Regions from separate parts of the Danio rerio genome. Here regions 1 and 2 are each linked to region 3. Evidence: chromatin contacts called from public HiChIP or PLAC-seq data. All regions are on one chromosome and are shown on one strand. The core of a region is the stretch at or near the end of the contact, and the rest is flanking DNA. Distances in the headings are between cores, read along the strand shown.

Evidence for each region. HiChIP or PLAC-seq counts read pairs in DNA pulled down with a chosen protein or histone mark.
Region 1: a contact with region 3 is called in an H3K4me3 HiChIP or PLAC-seq map of embryo, with 3 times the contacts expected there. The contact joins the enhancer-like site here to the promoter of ilf3b in region 3. A contact is called at or near these places in 4 of 18 Hi-C or Micro-C datasets (caudal fin, embryo, hematopoietic stem cells and 1 more) and 2 of 4 datasets of contacts at active chromatin or transcription factors (caudal fin and embryo).
Region 2: a contact with region 3 is called in an H3K4me3 HiChIP or PLAC-seq map of embryo, with 2.9 times the contacts expected there. The contact joins the promoter of wizb here to the promoter of ilf3b in region 3. A contact is called at or near these places in 2 of 4 datasets of contacts at active chromatin or transcription factors (embryo and gastrula embryo).

What each region holds. Positions count from the first base shown.
Region 1 is chr3:12,228,993-12,232,381 of GRCz12tu, forward strand. No RefSeq gene overlaps it. Among named protein-coding and RNA genes, the nearest start is that of wizb, 60 kb to the left of the region's middle. Within about 2 kb of position 1,324, at least 3 of the 62 cell types and tissues checked have an H3K27ac peak or open chromatin away from gene starts, as enhancers often do.
Region 2 is chr3:12,168,733-12,172,050 of GRCz12tu, forward strand. It overlaps wizb (WIZ zinc finger b), which reads left to right and starts at 1,918. Exons shown (of 18, transcript XM_073944193.1): 1 at 1,918-2,154.
Region 3 is chr3:12,376,621-12,379,982 of GRCz12tu, forward strand. It overlaps ilf3b (interleukin enhancer binding factor 3b), which reads left to right and starts at 1,984. Exons shown (of 19, transcript NM_212599.1): 1 at 1,984-2,006.

The DNA.
Region 1 (3,389 bases), core at 74-2,573, 150 kb before region 3:
GGCTGCACTGAGCAGTATCTTCATATTATCGTTTAATTAAAATAAATGATCAACAAATTAGTCTGTCTCGACAGCCTTTACATGTGAAGGAATTATCTACACACAATCTGAATTCTCAATTAGAATAATACAACAAACTATAAAATACTATTCATGAAAATACTTAAATCACAGACAAATCCAAACGCCCAACACAAGCGAGCTGCTCTTCAGACCAGATCAGCTCGATGACGTATAATGTCCCCGACGCCGCCTGTAGTCTCATTTAGCAACTTGATAGCAACCGTCTTTTTAAAGAAGCATAATCGATTTAAAAGTTGAAGAGTGTGCCGTAACTGATGTGTTTTATGTCGTAGAACAAAACGTGAAAGTATATTGAGTTGGTGTTAGCCACGGACCTTATTTAAGCAATTTTACTGAAACCCCATTCAAAAAACCCATTGACTTTGGGACGAGGGAACCGGAAGTGCTAAAATGCTAACTCGCTTCCGGGTTTTTGCATACAAATTGACGTCATAGTTCCTCCACTCTATAGAGTCCCTGTCACTATACTGGGGCATTAGGACCCACACAGACCGCAGGTTGGGCGCCCCCTGCTGGCCTCACTAACACCACTTCCGGCAGCAACCTAGCTTTCCCATGTGGTCTCCCAATCAGGTACTGACCAGGCGCAGCCCTGCTTAGCTTCAGTGGGTGACCATGTGAGAGTTGCAGAGAGCTGCCGGCTAATATAATGCTTATACAGGTGTAATTTTATGACAAAAAGAGTTACTTTTACTATAATAGCCTAAAAATCTTGCTAAATTCTGTAAGGGTCATTTTGTTTAGACAATATCTATACCAAAATTCTTAGTATTCAAATTTTAGTACACCTTTGCTGCACATTTCTACATTGTTTATCCAGAATCATGCAACTCTAGTCCAAACATTTGTTTAATTCAGTTAGTCAATGTGTAATAATCAGATTTATTCAAACCATTAATGCTATTTACTTTTCTGTGAGCTTTTGTATGTATTATATATTAACGCTGTCATCTATCATTACTCTATCATACAGTGTGAATAAGCAGTCTCTGCACAAAACCCAGATCTCATCGGATGACGCATAAATTTCCCAGCAACCTCGGCACGAAAAAGCAAATGACAGATGATCTACTGTGGATTGATGAAGGTGTGTATACGATGAACTAAAACAAACGGCTCAGACACGACTGCAAACATAACAGACAAACAATGGTGGAAAAAAAAAAAGAGGCAGGAAAACATGCAGGGACGCTATCAGAGATCTAAGGCTGACAGGATGAGGAAATCACTGAAACACAAACTATACTCACACAGTTGCGTCTCTTTTAAATACAGCAACATTCCAGTCCTGTGTCTTACATCACATCAGGCGGAAAAACTGAGAATCAAGGCTGATCCGGCTCAAAAACAAACAACCACAAGGCCTAGTTTGTTTAATTTCTCGCAGCTCCTGCATTTTTAGAGACACTTTACAATAACGAACAGTTAGTTGTCATTAACAATGGAGTACAATTCTTTTTTAATGTTAATTTTAGCCTCATTACAAAGGTAATTGAGATGTTAAATGTCAATAATTCAGTTAGGTTAATTAGACAAGTCATTAACAATGTATAACAATGGTTTGTTTGTTCATTCATTTTCAGCTTAGTCTCTTTATTAATCTGTGGTCACCACAGTGGAATGAACCACCAACTTATCCAGCATATGTTTTACGCAGCGGATGCCCTTGTAGCTGCAACCCATCCCTGGGAAACATCCATACACACTCATTCACACACATACACTATGGCCAATTTAGCGTATTCAGTTCACCTACTGTATAGCGCATGTCTTTTGACTGTGGGGGAACCGGAGCACCCGGAGGAAACCCACACGAACACAGGGAGAACATTCAAACTCCACACAGAAATGCCAACTGACCCAGCTGAGGCTCGAACCAGCGAGCTTCTTGCTCTGAGGTGATTGTGCTACCCACTGTGCCACCATGGTTTGTTTTTAGCCAAATGAAAAAATATATATATTTCTTATGTGGGCTAATAATATTTTTTTATTAAAATTAAAACCTGCTTTCATTCTAGCCGAAATAAAACAAATCTGACTTTCTCCAGAAGAAAAAATATTATAGGAAATTACTTTAAAAGTTTCCTTATTCCATTAAATATCAATTGAGAAATATTTGAAAAAGAATATTGCACGAGAGGGCCTCAGTTGTATGTATAGGATCAGTAATTTAATTTTAAAATAAGGTATTTGAATATCAGAAATTATAATAAATGCAAAAGTTTGATAATTCTTAATTTAATTTTATTTACATTTTAATAATATGTTGAGAAAAAAAATCAGGATGACAATAAAATTAGTTAAGATGACAAGTTATATTTATAGAATTGGACGTAACAATTTATGAGTTAACATTAATTAATGTATTATATTATTTCCAGGTATATTTTTATTGAACATATTTAGTGCAAAAACAAAAGAGAAATTTACATTGAGTAATAAGATACTATCCATCACTGACCCCTATATGATTTTAATAAAAATAACAAAACTAAATTAAGTAAACAAATTAAATAAACATTACAGAGTAATTAAATAAACAAATAATAAAGCTAAAAAAAAACAAGGACAAAGTTATAAAAAGATTGCAGATTCCATTTCTTTTGTCTAATAGACAAGCTTTCAGTCTTAGAGACTTAGACGTTCCCAGATAATCAAAGAAAGGCTAATTGATGCATTATCTAACAATAAGCATTTAATGTTTTATTACCTTGATTGTCTACTTTTAGGCAACACGGTAGCTCAGTGGTTAGCACTGTTGCCCTACAGCAAGAAGGTCACTGGTTCGAGTTCCCGCTTGAGTTTGCATGTTCTCTCTGTGTTGGCGTGGGTTTTCAAAATTGGCCGTAGTGTTTGAGTGTGTGTGGGTGCTTTCCAGTGTTGGGTAGTGGCTGGAAGGGCATCCGCTATGTAAAACATTTCCTGGATAAGTTGGTGGTTCATTCCACTTTGGTGACCCCTGATCAATAAGGGGACTAAGTGAAGGAAAATAAATGAATTAATGACTACTTTTATTTGACTTGTTTTATATATATATATATATATATATATATATATATATATATATATATATATATATATATATATATATAATATTTTTATATTGTTTATATCAGCCATGTATTGGCCATCCTGCTCCCCCGCATCTTATTACAAAATAACACTACAAATTATTAGACTGTTTATTAAAAATCCTAAATTAATCATCAAATACAATAATTCTTTCAAATGTTTCATAAATAATATTTTTATCATTATTTTCTAAAGAACCATTTTCCTCTTTAAAGAAGAACTGTTTTGTGGAA
Region 2 (3,318 bases), core at 668-3,167, 210 kb before region 3:
ACTAGGCAGGTTAGGATAATTAGGAAAGTTATTGTAAAAGATGCTAATCTTTTAGAATAGGCTAATCATTTTGACCTTAAAATGACTTTTAAAAAATTAATAACAGCTTTTATTCTAGCCGAAATAAAACAAACAAGACTTTCTCCTGAAGAAAAAATATTATCAAACATACTGTGGAAATTTCCTTGCTCTGTTAAACATCCCTAAACAACATATTTTAAAAAGAAAAAAAAATCAAAGGGGGCATTTATTTTTTATTTATTCAAACATTTATTTTATGTATATGTTCTTTCATATATTTTTAAGTTTTAATTATCATTTCAAATCAAATCACTTTTATTGTCGCATCATCAGCAGCACGTGTGCTAGGATGAGTGAAAAGCTTAGGTGCTGGCTCTGGACAGTACAAAATACAGTTCAAGAGTTCACACTTAGATATTGCTTGACAACTGTAAGCAGGTTTGGCATGCTGTCCCGGGAGAGAACCCTGAGCTCGGAGATAGTTGAGCCCAGGGCTCCCGCCAGGTCCATAGAGCATGTAAGGGGAGTACGAGATCAGGTGGTTCTCGAGAGCTCCCCTTTTTTAAAAGGAGGTGGATGGGGGGTTTCTTCGGAAAACGAAGGTAAGGGAGTAATTTCTAGCTAGGCTATTTATAGTAAGTTGGGATAGATCTGACTGGCTAACTAATGAGTGTAGATAGGCGGCCAGCTGCGGTCAATTATATCACGTGCTCCTCTCGAAATTAGTTTAAAAACTTCACATGCAAAATGCAGACTGTGCAAATACAACAACAATGTGAAATTGACAGCGAAAATCGATTTTTAAATCGAGTACTTCCCATCTTTAACTCTTAAAGTGAGTCATGTCCTTCTTCTAGTGCACTAAACTCGTCCCCTATATACCGCATCGATCAGATGCCGTTCATCTCCGAACCTGCTGTAAAAGAGTTACACCACGGCAGCTACATTAATCAATATTACAATATTTTATTTTACGTGTCAAATATTTTAATGTATTTTTTTTATTTTCATAAGTTTTTATTTATAATTTACTTTTTTATATAAATTTTGGCTAGACTTTTGAACAGCACCATTTTATCTTGGCTAGATAATTTAACATTCGAAAATATTAATTAAATCATTAATCACACACACACACATTTATATATATATATATATATATATATATATATATATATATATATATATATATATATATATATATATATATATATATATATATATATATATATACACATATATAGAATAATTTATAAATTATGTTTAACAGAGCAAGGAAATTTTTCTATAATATTTTTTCTTCTGGAGAAAGTCTTATTTGTTTTATCCCGGCCAGATTAAAAGCAGTTTTAAATATTTTAAAACCATTTTAAGGTCAAAATTATTAGCTCCTTTAAGCAATATTAGTTTTTGATTGTTTACAGAACAAACTACTGTTATACAATGGTTTGCCCAATTACCCAAACTTGCTTAATTATCCTAGTTAAGCCTTTAAATTTCACTTTAAGCTGAATACTAGTGTTTTAAAAGATACCTAGTCAACTATTATGTAGTGTTATCATGGCAAAGATTAAAGAAATCAGATGTGTATATAAAGCCACACATACACACATTGCATACAATATTTTACATTTCATCTTTACTTTCATGTAGCTATTTGAAAGTTTTTATTATTATTATTTTTTACTACAACTAGCTAATTAATTTCCCGTCTTTAACTAAAGTCAGCCATGTCCTCTTCAAGCACTAGCTAGTGCACTAAACTCGCCCGCTATTATTCCGCATTGATCGGATGCCGTTCATCTCCGAACCTGCTGTGAAAGAGTTACACACCGCGGCTGATACACAAACTCCTCTCCCCTCCCCACCAACGTCACCAACCATCCCTCCGAAACTAACAACATGGAGTCCGGTGTTTAGAGTGCAAAGGCGGTCGGTCTTCACCGGGAGCTCCACCGCGGCGCTGCTTTTCTCGGTGTCCGCGAATGCAGGCGGCGACGCTCCGGCACGCATAAAGCGCGACGCACACATGCTTTACATGAGCCCGAGCCGTCGAGCCTCTTGAATGCATTTAGGACACGAACAGAGCGATGTGATTGGACGCAGGAGATTCCCAAAGACAGGCCGCTTTCCGTGAGTCTTGCACAATTTCATCCTCACCGCACACTCACGCACACGCGTCCTGGCTGGGAGATGTTTAATGGTCTTACATTGAGCTCACTCACGGAGAAAGGCGGTGTTTAAATACTGATAATGCCAGTTATTTAGAGGAGTCCATATTTTCGGGAGACTACAAAAAAAGGCCTGTTATTAACATAGGAAATGAGGCATGATAAAATAGGTCAGACACTCCTCAGAAATATACTATACAGATTTGTACTCTTATTAAACATGCTGCATATTTCATAGGTAGTAAATTGAAGCATTAGTTCACTTACTGAATGATAATGACTATGTGCTGATGATTTAGTCAATCACTAGACATCTATTATGTCAATTTTTTCCTTCACTTAATGGCAAATTCAAATTTTTGAGGATTTTTCTGCATATCTTTTTAGTTAAATGCTAGTTCAAAGCACCCTAAAGAATCCCAGCCAAGACACAATGACGCTACATAGGGAATCAATCTGTCATTTCCTTAAACAATATGAATGTATGTACTTTCCCATATAGAAATCTGATGGTATCTGTTTGGATTTCCCACTCATACACTCACCGGCCACTTTATTAGGTACACCTTACTAGTACTGCGTTGGACACTCTTATGCCTTCAGAACTGCCTTAATCCTTCGTGGCACAGATTCAACAAGATACTGAAAATATTCCTTAGAGATTTTGCTCCATGTTGACATGATAGCATCACACAGTTGATGCAGATTGGTCGGCTGCACATCCATGATGTTAATCTCCCGTTCCACCACATCCCAAAGGTGCTCTATTGGATTGAGCTCTGGTGACTGTGGAGGTCATTTGAGTACAGTGAACTCATTGTCATGTTCAAGAAACCATAGATGATTCACGCTTTATGACATGGGGTGCTATCTTGCTGGAAGTAGCCATCAGAAGATGGGCACACTGTTGTCATAAAGGGATGAACATGGTCAGCAACAATATTCGAGTAGGCTGTGGTGTTGACACGATGCGCAATTGGTATTAATGAGCCCAAAGTGTGCCACGAAAATATTCCCCACGCCATTACACAACCACCACCAGCCTGAATGATTGATAAGGCAGGATGGATCCATGCTTTTATGTTGTTGACGGCAAATTCTGACCTTACCATCTAAAGCTCGTAGC
Region 3 (3,362 bases), core at 734-3,233:
ACTTCACTGAAATGTTCCTGAATGTGAAGCTTTTTTGGTTTCAGAGCTGCTGCACATAATTCAGTGTATTGGCCTTTGTAGTAACTTGTAAACAGCACATTATATTGGAGTAAATGGTGTAAATATTGATGCAGAGAAGAACTGTGTGCATTTGTTGTTGTTTATTTGCATATTTGTGTCTTGCTGAATTATTTGTGGTCTTGAAAATAATGCTAGAATATTATTTTGAATAATAAAAGTTCAAACGTGGAAGATTTATCAAATTATTTCTTTCATTCTTTGTGTCTTTCTTTCTTTCTTTCTTTCTTCCTTCATTTCTTGTGTTTTCTTTCTTTCTTTTGTGTCAGGATGCTGTATTCCCATTTCCTCTTAAAGCTTTCTTTTCAAAATCAGAAATAAATCAACAATTATACTTATTATATGAATGGATAAATGTATTCCCACATATTTAGTGACAAATTGCACCATATTAACCATCTTAAATAATAGAATTAGTCATCAAAACTGTTTCTTTGCCTTTTTATGATGAAAAAAGGAGGGGGAAAAATCACAATACTGTTTCTTTGAGCTGCATCGCCCTCAAATGACTGATTCTGTGTCCTACATTATGACTCATTTTAGCACAAGGAGAATCTGTAATAATTATAAAGCAAATTATTGTTTGTAAATAAATGTTTGTGTGCCTTTTTACTTTTTCCATACACTCTCAGAAATAAAGGTACACGAGCTGTCACTAGGGTGGTACCTTTTCAAAAGGTACACATATTGGTATACCTCAAAAGTATATACAGTGTTAGTATCTACAAATTTTGAGAGAAACACTTTTGTACTTTTTAGGTACTAATCTGTACCCTTGAGGGATTAATATGGACCTTTTAAGTACAAATTTGTACTTTTTGTAGAGGTACCACCCCAGTGACAGCTCGTGTTTCTGAGAGTGTAGAACCAAATCTGAGTGAATTAATTAAAGAAGGCATATCTCATTTTATAATAAGTTTGTAAAACTGTCATTCAAATGTCTAAACAAATTTATTAATGTTTTAATACATTTAAAATACAATTTAATTACATTTATTATTTTAAATAAATATTTTTTTTATGAAATGTATGTAAATATTAAGTCACACATCTCATTTTAATGCATTGCATTGTTTTGATAAATACAAAAAAATTTGAAACGAAAGGGAAAAGAAAGGGAAGATTAAAGGAAAGAAGAAAGAAAGAAAGGAAGGAGGTATGGAAGAAAGAGAAAGAAAAAAGGGAGGAAGAAAAAGATAGAAAGAAAACAAAAGGAAGAGAAAGAAAGAAAGAAAGAAAGAAAGAAAGAAAGAAAGAAAGAAAGAAAGAAAGAAAAGAAAGAAAGAAAGAAAAGGAAAGAGAAAGAAAAAAGGAAGAAAAATATTTGTAAAAAAATGAGGAAGGAAGAATGAAAGAATAAAAGAAAGAAAAGGGAAGAAAAACAGAAAGGAGGAAAGACAGATGGAAGAAAGACAGAATATAAGGAATAAAGAAAAAGAAAGAAAACAAAAGGAAGGAAGGAATGTAGAGAAAGAAAGAAAGAATAAGTGAGGAAGAAAGAAGGAAAAAAAGAAAAAAAGCAAACAGAAATGAAGAAAGGAAGAAAGAAAAAAATAAAGGAAGGATCGAGGAAAGACAAAAAATAAAAGAAAGAAAGAAAGAAAGAAATGAATGAATGAATTAAGAGAAAGAAAAAAGAAAGAGATGAAGAAAAAGAAAAGAGGAAAGGCAGGAATGGAAAGAAAGAAAGAAAGAAAGAAAGAAAGAAAGAAAGAAAGAAAGAAAGAAAGATTCTGTGTTTTTGCTATTGCAGTCGCCAGTCTGAAATGAAATAAAAATGAATGAAAAGCCACACCCTCTCTTTTCATTAATCTCTATCGGGTGATCCTATTGGCTGAGGGAGATCACATGTTGCGGCTCCAGTTTAGCGCACGCTGATTCTCCACAGCGGCAGAGCAGTAGACGGGCGCATCTTCGTCGCTGTATTGGTGAGTGGAAAATGACAAAATAATCCCAAAATGCAAGTGTTAAACTCGTAAAATGAGCAAATATATTGATTTGGCTCGTTTGACGTGCATTTAATTCGTTTTTCAATAGTTAAATGTCGTAGAAATATAGCCATCTATTCGCCAAATGTATATGGCTAGCTGTTAGCACGTTAGCTACGCACACAATTCCCCAAAACAGAGTATTTAGTATTTTATTATCGTTTTGTCTTACTTTTAAACCTAATGTGTTTAATAGCAGTCTTATCTGCGTCGTTAGTTAGTAAAACAATCATTCAAACACAATTAGATGTGTTTTTCAGTTGTTTCGGGGGAGGGTCACGACCATTTTAGCTCATTCGGTCCATCGGTGCCTCATAACAAAATGCGCAAGTTATCTTGCTCAGAAAACATTTTTGAGCTCAATTAGCGTTGTTTACAGGTAAAACGTCGTCGAAACTCCACAAATGCGATCCTAAGGAGCAGATGTTTTATTAAACGGTGGTCGAGGTTTGCGCACGCCGGTGAACTGCTGCCTCCATTGTTTGACTGCATTAAAATGGCCGCACATCTGTGATGGATACTGCGTTTGTCTAGTTTGCCCTCTGTGCTCTGTTCTTTTGAGGTAAAATATAGCGGTAACTTGTATTTAACGTTATATCAAACGTGTAAGCGAACTAGTATGTTGTATTTGTTAACTTGCCTCTTTTAAGAGGTATGAAGATGGTGTGGGCGTCAACAGGTGCGTGTCCTGTTTGTAAAACAAATTTAAGCCAGAGTATGTAAGACTCGTTTACTGTTGTGTAAATCAGGGGTTCCCAAACTTTTCAGCACGCGACCCCTAAAATAACAATGCCAGTGACTCGCGACCCCCAGTACCCTCTGAGGTGGTTATAAATACAGAAAACTTGCATGCAATGGCGAACACACACACTCCAATAGACCAAAGTCTCTTCTTCGTTTATTTTTTTTTATGTATGTCAGTGCTGTAAATGGGCCAGAAAGTTTAACCTGGTGTTATAAAATCAATCTGCTGCATCTGAAGCTATTGCTGTCTTTAATATAATGTATTTACCCCAGGGGTCGCAATCCAATAGAACAAGTAAATAAGCTACTATAGTAACTATAAACGACTGTTTGTTTCTCTTCAGTTGGTTATGGATAAAATATGGTAATTCTTATGGCCTAATAATAATAAGTAGATTTTTGGAAATCACCAGGCGACCCCCCCCTTCATTGTTCCGTGACCCCTCAAGGGGTCCCGACCCCCACTTTGAGAACCACTGGTGTAAATAACATTTTGTTACATAATGACAGTCCATACACTAAAATTATTATTCGAAAATAGATATGAGATAT